Regions from separate parts of the Pan troglodytes genome. Here region 1 is linked to region 2. The links are chromatin contacts, called in public HiChIP or PLAC-seq maps. All regions are on one chromosome and are shown on one strand. Each heading gives the region's core, a stretch centred on a gene start, on an enhancer-like site or on the middle of the called end of the contact. The rest is flanking DNA. Distances are from core to core; before and after follow the strand shown. Region 1 holds the start of CARM1 (coactivator associated arginine methyltransferase 1). Region 2 holds the start of DNM2 (dynamin 2).

Region 1 (3,047 bases), core at 463-2,962, 150 kb before region 2:
GGTCCTAAAAAATTTTTTTAAAGGTTTATTTAAAAATGATAGCCAACTCTCCTGGAACTCCTTTGAGGATAAGCCCTGGGACCCTAGTTTTGGAAACGCTGCCCTGCTTTGTTCTGTTCAGGACAAAGTTGGCTACCAATGCTTGCCCAGTGAATAGGTTTTGCTTATGATCTGGGGTTCTGTTGAGATGAGTGTCTGCCTTGAACTCTGAAACCCCCCCTGAAATACCCTCCTTCCCCTCTCCTCATCTGGTCCAAGAAGACCCAGGCTCTGCACCAGCAAAAAGAGACGGCACCCTCGGACAGCAGACACAACTCCTTTAGTCCACGTTTTCAAAGTCGAGGTACAGGGAAAACCCAGTGTGAACGGACTGCTCCTCGGGCTTTCCTTTAATCGGGCCGTTTCCAAAGTGGCAAAAAATTCACACAGGACCCAAGCCAGCTAGAGGCCTCCTGAGGGGTTCCCCAGGGCATCAGTGCAAGAAGCCCTGAAAGACAAAGCCAAATGACACAGAGTAGCAAAATGTGAACAAGGAATCAAAGAGAAGAGATAAGAAGGAGTAACAAGAAGAAGAATGAACTACAAAGACTGGGAGCGGGGGTGAGGGGTGCTGGCAAACACATTTGTGATTTTCTTTTCCCCCCAGTGAAATGTCAGTTTTGAAAGCAGCTTCGGAAAATGTAACCAGCTTCTCACATCCCCCAAAAGAAGATGGGAGGAGGCTGTTACCTCTTACTTCGAAGCCCGGCATCAGGAAGGGGCCCGTCCCGTCCACGTTTCCACGAGGAGCTCACCCTGCGGCTCCCACCGTCCTCGCATGGGCCCTCTCCCCAGATCCTGAAGTTTCCCATTCGGGGGTCCTGAACACCACACCTTGCACAGCGGTGGAACTCGGTACTCGCGGGCGCCCCAGACCAGCAAACACTTTCCGACCGTCCTGAGCTATCCAGGGGGTCCCCAGAGGGATCCCGGGCCGCCCACGCCCCACCCTCCTCCCTGCAGAGGCGGCCACGCCCGCCCCCGAGACGCCCACCTCTCCCGCACCCCGGACCTCCCTCCCCCACGCTTAAGCCCCCCACGCCTGGCGTCCTCCAAATTCCCCTTCCACTCAGAGCCCCCCACTTCCTGCTCACCCACCCCTCCCAAATCTCAGGCCCTTCACTCCCCATTTCGCGCTTCCTTGCTCACTCTGGGCACCTTGCCCCTCCGGCCACCACGCACGCCCTCTTTTCTCTGTCTGTCCCCTGGCACTGGCCCTCCACGGTCGCTCCCTGCAGGCCACCGGCTCAGTCCCGGGGACCCCACGCCAGGCCCCCGCGCTCAGGGCCCCTCCCCGCCGGCCCCCGCCCCGGGCCGGCCTCGTGCGCAGCCCCGGCCCTGCGCCTGCCCCGGGGCCCCGTACTCACGGCTGTAGAGGGCGATGCCCGCCGCGTCCGGGCCGGCGCGCACCTCGAGGCGCAGCGCCTGCTGCTCCGCGTGCCGCTGGATCTCGCCGTTCGCGTCGCCGATGGTGAGGAGGCGGGCGCCGGGGAACACCGACACGGTCGCGCAGGGCCCCGCGCCGCCCGGGACCGCCGACCCCGCGCCGCCCGCGCCCGGCCCCACCGCCGCCGCCGCCGCTGCCATCTTAGATCCGGCTCCAGGCCCCGCCGCCGCCGCCGCTGCGCCCGGGCCCAGGCCGCCGCCGCCGCCGCTGCCGCTACCGCCGCCGCAGCCGCCGTGCAGGCCGAGGCCGAGCCGGGCAGCGCCGCCTGCCGGCCACGCGCCGCCTCGCCGCCGCCGCCGCTACCGTCGCCGCGGCACGGCCCCGTGGCGCAGCGCCCTCTGCCGGCCGTCCTGGGCGCGGGGAGCTAGCGAGCGAACGAGAGGGCACCCCCGTGGGGCGGGACCGGCTACGCCCCGCCCCGCGAGAACGGTCGCCGCTTTGTGAGGTGGCTCCACCGCCCGGGAACTGCGGGGCGGGAGGGTGCGTCGGGGGCGGTGCTCGGGCGCGCGGGCACGCCCCTCGGAGGCCTGGGCCCCGCCCCCAGGCCGGCGCCTCATTAACGGCTGCTTTCGAGTGAGGCGGTGCGGGGACGGCGGGGGCGGTGCTCGGCCGCGTGGACACGCCCTGTACCCCGCCCCACACAAGCAGCCGCGCGTCGTGATGCGGCTTCCCTGCCCCGACCTGGACACGCCCCTGAGACTGGGCCCCACCCCCCCGGGCCCGCCCGGCTTTGTGAGGCAGCCCTCAGGGAGGCGTGGCCCAGCCGCGACGAGGCCCCGCCCCCGTGCCTGCCCGCGCCCTCCCACCCGGACTCGCTTTGTCAGCCGCCCCGCTCTGGGGAATGGGCGGGGGAAAGGGCGTGGCCAGCGCCCGGGCCTCTCCCCCAACCCTTCCCCCCACCGCCCCCGCACCGACGATTTCCGATGAGCCCTGGCCTCCAGGAGCAACCTGAGCCCAGTTGAAAGGACCCCTCCCCGACATTCGACCGCTCCTCCTCCCTTCCCCATCATCTCTGCCCACACTGCCTTCTTAATCCTTAATGTTTGACTGTCTCCTTTCGCACAAGATATCCTTTGACCCCCTCCTCTCTGAGCCCCTCCTCCAACGATGCTGAGTCCAGCCCGGCCCGGCGCAGGGCCCCTCTCCCGCCACACAAACCCGTCTTCTCTCTGCATCCCCCTTCATTTTGGGTGGCCCCATCTCTTTTGGGCGACCCAGTGAGCTTGGGCCACTTCCTAGCACTCCAGCTTTAACTCTTCCCTAGACCTCATTTACACCTCATTCCTTTTTTTTTTTTTTTTTCTTTGAGACGGAGTCTCGCTCTGTCTCCCAGGCTGGAGTGCAATGGCTCGATCTCAGCTCACCGCAACCTCCGCCTCCCGGGTTCAAGTGATTCTCCTGCCTCAGCCTCCCGAGTAGCTGGGACTACAGGCATGCTCTACCACGCCCAGCTAATTTTTTATTTTTAGTAGAGACGAGGTTTCACCATGTTGGTCAGGCTGGTCTTGAACTCCTGACTTCAGGTGATCCGCCCGCCTCGGCATCCCAAAGTGCTGGGCCT
Region 2 (3,109 bases), core at 555-3,054:
AAGAGTCAGCCAGAGAGAATCAAACAGGGTCCCCTAGGAGTCAGCTAGCCAGTCAGACAGTAGAGGCCAGCTGGTGTCACCCAACAGAGGGACTGCTCAGTGTTAAAGTCTGTGAGGGGCACGGATGGGCGGCCAGACAGCAGAGGTCACCCTGGACAGCTAGCCAGACAGCAGGGGGCTGCCAGGTGGGACTGGACAGATGGACAACCAAATGGTGGTGGCAGGGAGGCTTGCCCAGGACAGAGAGACAGCCAACCAGACGGCGGGGGCAGCTCCAGATACAAGAACAAGCCAGCCAGACCGCAGGGGTCGCCCCAATAGATATCTAGATGGCCGGTTTCACCTCTGATAGACAGCCCGAAAGAGCAGAAGAGGGATCTACCCCAGACCCACGGCCAACCAGATGGCAGAGTTCACCCACGAAAGCTGGGACCAGATGGACCGCAGGGTTCCAGCGCACCTCCTGTCCTACGGCCCCCTGGCCCGTGACACCGCCCCTGGGGCCCGGGCCCGCTCCGGAGCCCCTGCAGGGAGTCCTCTGCCCAGGGCGTCCCACAGGGCCCGCCTCCCCGACCCCGTCCGGTTCCCCGCCGCGGGCACGCAAGCGCCGCAGTTACGCCGGCGGCGCACGGCGCGCCATTCCCGGTCCGCCCTCCGCGCCCTAGGCCGCCGCCCGCCCGCGATCCGTGCCGCGCCCGCTCACCGGCCCACGAAGTTCTCCAGCACCGAGCTCTTGCCGGCGCTCTGGCCGCCCACTACAGCGATCTGCGGCAGGTCCAGGTGGCAGCTCTGGCCGATGGAGCTGAAGGCGTCCTGCAGTTTGTTGACCAGCGGGATCAGCTCTTCCATCCCGCGGTTGCCCATGGCGCCGGCGGCCCCCGGCCCGAGCGCCCTGCGCTCCTCGCCTGCCGCCGACCCTCAACGACCTGGCCCCGCGGCGTCTGTAGCCGTTGCTCCCCGCCCGCCCGGGCCTCGGCAAGACGCCCGCTCCCGGCTCGGCCTCACGGTCGCCGCCTCATCCGGTTCTCAGGCGACACCCGACCCGAGCGACCTCCCGCCCCGGCCCCGGGGGCTGCGCCCAAAGCACTCGCGCCGCACGCGACTGGCCTGCTGCACCGCCACTCGGATACACTAGCCAATAAAAACTAGGCACGGGCCTATGGTTGAGTAAACCTTCCCCCTGGGGACCGTCTTGCTGACTTATTGGACAAAAGAACCGTCACTATTGTGCAACAGCCAATAGCGGCAGAAGGCAAGTTGTCAAGAGAGGAAGGGGGTGTTTCCGAAAAAGGCAGGTTGGCTCTGCCCATTGGCGAAGTTCCACCATCTTATTGGCAGGCAGACGTGCCAGTAGACAATGTGGACCAATGGTGTTGGGGATTGAGCTACTACCTCGTTCCCTAAGAATTTCCCATTGGTTCATATAAATATCACTTCGTTGCTCCAGCCAACCAGGCAAAAGAGGGCGGGCTTTAACATCCGAATCTTGACTATCATTGAGAACCATATCTGTCAATCAGAAAAACTCCTGTTCTTCCTTGTGATTGTTGAATGTCTGCAACAGCCTTCTGAAGTATAGGATAGATCCCACCGTACTCGCTCAAGGGCGACACCTCGTGGTGGGATCCGATGTCTCGATTTTTTTAGTTTCCTGGCACTGGGGAAAACTACAAGTCCCAGAGCGCATCTCAGTTCCCAGACTGCAAACCAGCTCTGGGAGCAGGGTCCCAATGCGCTCTGCAAATGGTAGAGGCCAAGTCATTGCTTCCTAGGGATAGAACGCAATAAAATCACTCCTCCACGCCTTTGCAAATGCTGTGCCCTTTCTGCTCACGCCCGATCTTGACGCCGCTAACACTCCAATGTTTTCCCCCACTTCTTCAACTTTAGCAGATCATGAATCTTTTTTCTTTTCTTTTTTTGAGGCGGGGTACTCACTCTGTCACCCAGGCTGGAGTGCAGTGGCGCGATCTTGGCTCACTGCAACCTCCGCCTCCCCGGTTCAACCAATTCTCCTGCCTCAGCCTCCCGAATAGCTGGGATTACAAGTGTGAGCCACCACGCCCAGCAAATTTTGTATTTTTAGTAGACGGGGTTTCACCATATTGGCCAGGCTGGTCTCGAACGCCTGGCCTCAAGTGATCCGCCCGTCTTGGCCTCCCAAAGTGTTGGAATTACAGGCGTGAGCCACCGCGTCTAGCTAATGAATCTTCTTTTCTTAGAAACTGGGTCCTTACTCTGTTGCCCAGGCTGGGGTGCAGTAGTGCACTCATAGCTCAATTCAACAAGCACCTGGGCTCAAACGATCCTCCCGCCTCAGCGTCCCGAGTAGCTGGAACCACAGACGTGCGCAACTATGCCCAGCTAATTATTTTTATTTTATTTTTTATAGAGACAGGGTCTTGCTGTGTTGTCCAGGCTGGTCTCAAACTCCTGCGCCCAAACGACCCTCACAGGCCGGCCTCCCAAAAGTGCTGGGATTACATGTGTGAACCCCCCCAACTGGCTTTGGATCTTTTTGAGTACCCACTAAAACTCAACAAATCCTCTCCCCGTGAAAAGACACGCTATTTTGTAGGCAAAATTGGGGTTCTGGGAACTGGAACTCCTGACAGTGGACAGAGACAAATAGGAGGATTTGAAGTGTTTTGACCCCTCTGGAGACAAATAGGCCAGAGACAAGGAAACCCAGTGAGAAGGCAGGAGCAGGTAAGTGCTCTGACCTGAGGCAGCACAAGAAGATGGAGAAAGAGGAGGAGGGTGGCTCATGGCATTTGCCTGTTTTGTGACCCAAAACCCCAGGTCTCAAAGAAATAGGCAAAAAGCGCCAGGTGCGGTGGCTCATGCCTGTAATCCCAGCACTTTGGGAGGCCAAGGAGGGCAGATCACCTGAGGTTAGAGGTTCGAAACCAGCTTGGCTAACATAGTGAAACCCCGTTTCTACTAAAAATACAAAAAATTAGCCAGGCGTGGTGGTGCGTGCCTGTAATCCCAGCTACTTGAGAGGCTGAGGCAGGAGAATCGCTTGAACACGGGACGCAGAAGTTGCGGTGAGCTGAGATCGCACCGCTGCACTCCAGCCTGGGCAACAAGAGCAAAACCCCGTCTC

Evidence for each region. HiChIP or PLAC-seq counts read pairs in DNA pulled down with a chosen protein or histone mark.
Region 1: an H3K4me3 HiChIP or PLAC-seq map of stem cell-derived excitatory neurons shows a contact between it and region 2, with 8 times the contacts expected there. The contact joins the promoter of CARM1 here to the promoter of DNM2 in region 2. A contact is called at or near these places in 1 of 7 Hi-C or Micro-C datasets (stem cell-derived neural progenitor cells) and 1 of 1 datasets of contacts at active chromatin or transcription factors (stem cell-derived excitatory neurons).

What each region holds. Positions count from the first base shown.
Region 1 is chr20:13,598,155-13,601,201 of NHGRI_mPanTro3-v2.0_pri, reverse strand. CARM1 (coactivator associated arginine methyltransferase 1) reads right to left here and starts at 1,712. Exons shown (of 16, transcript XM_016935026.4): 1 at 1,407-1,712. The coding sequence starts at 1,626.
Region 2 is chr20:13,444,689-13,447,797 of NHGRI_mPanTro3-v2.0_pri, reverse strand. DNM2 (dynamin 2) reads right to left here and starts at 1,804. Exons shown (of 20, transcript XM_063801180.1): 1 at 704-1,804. The coding sequence starts at 864.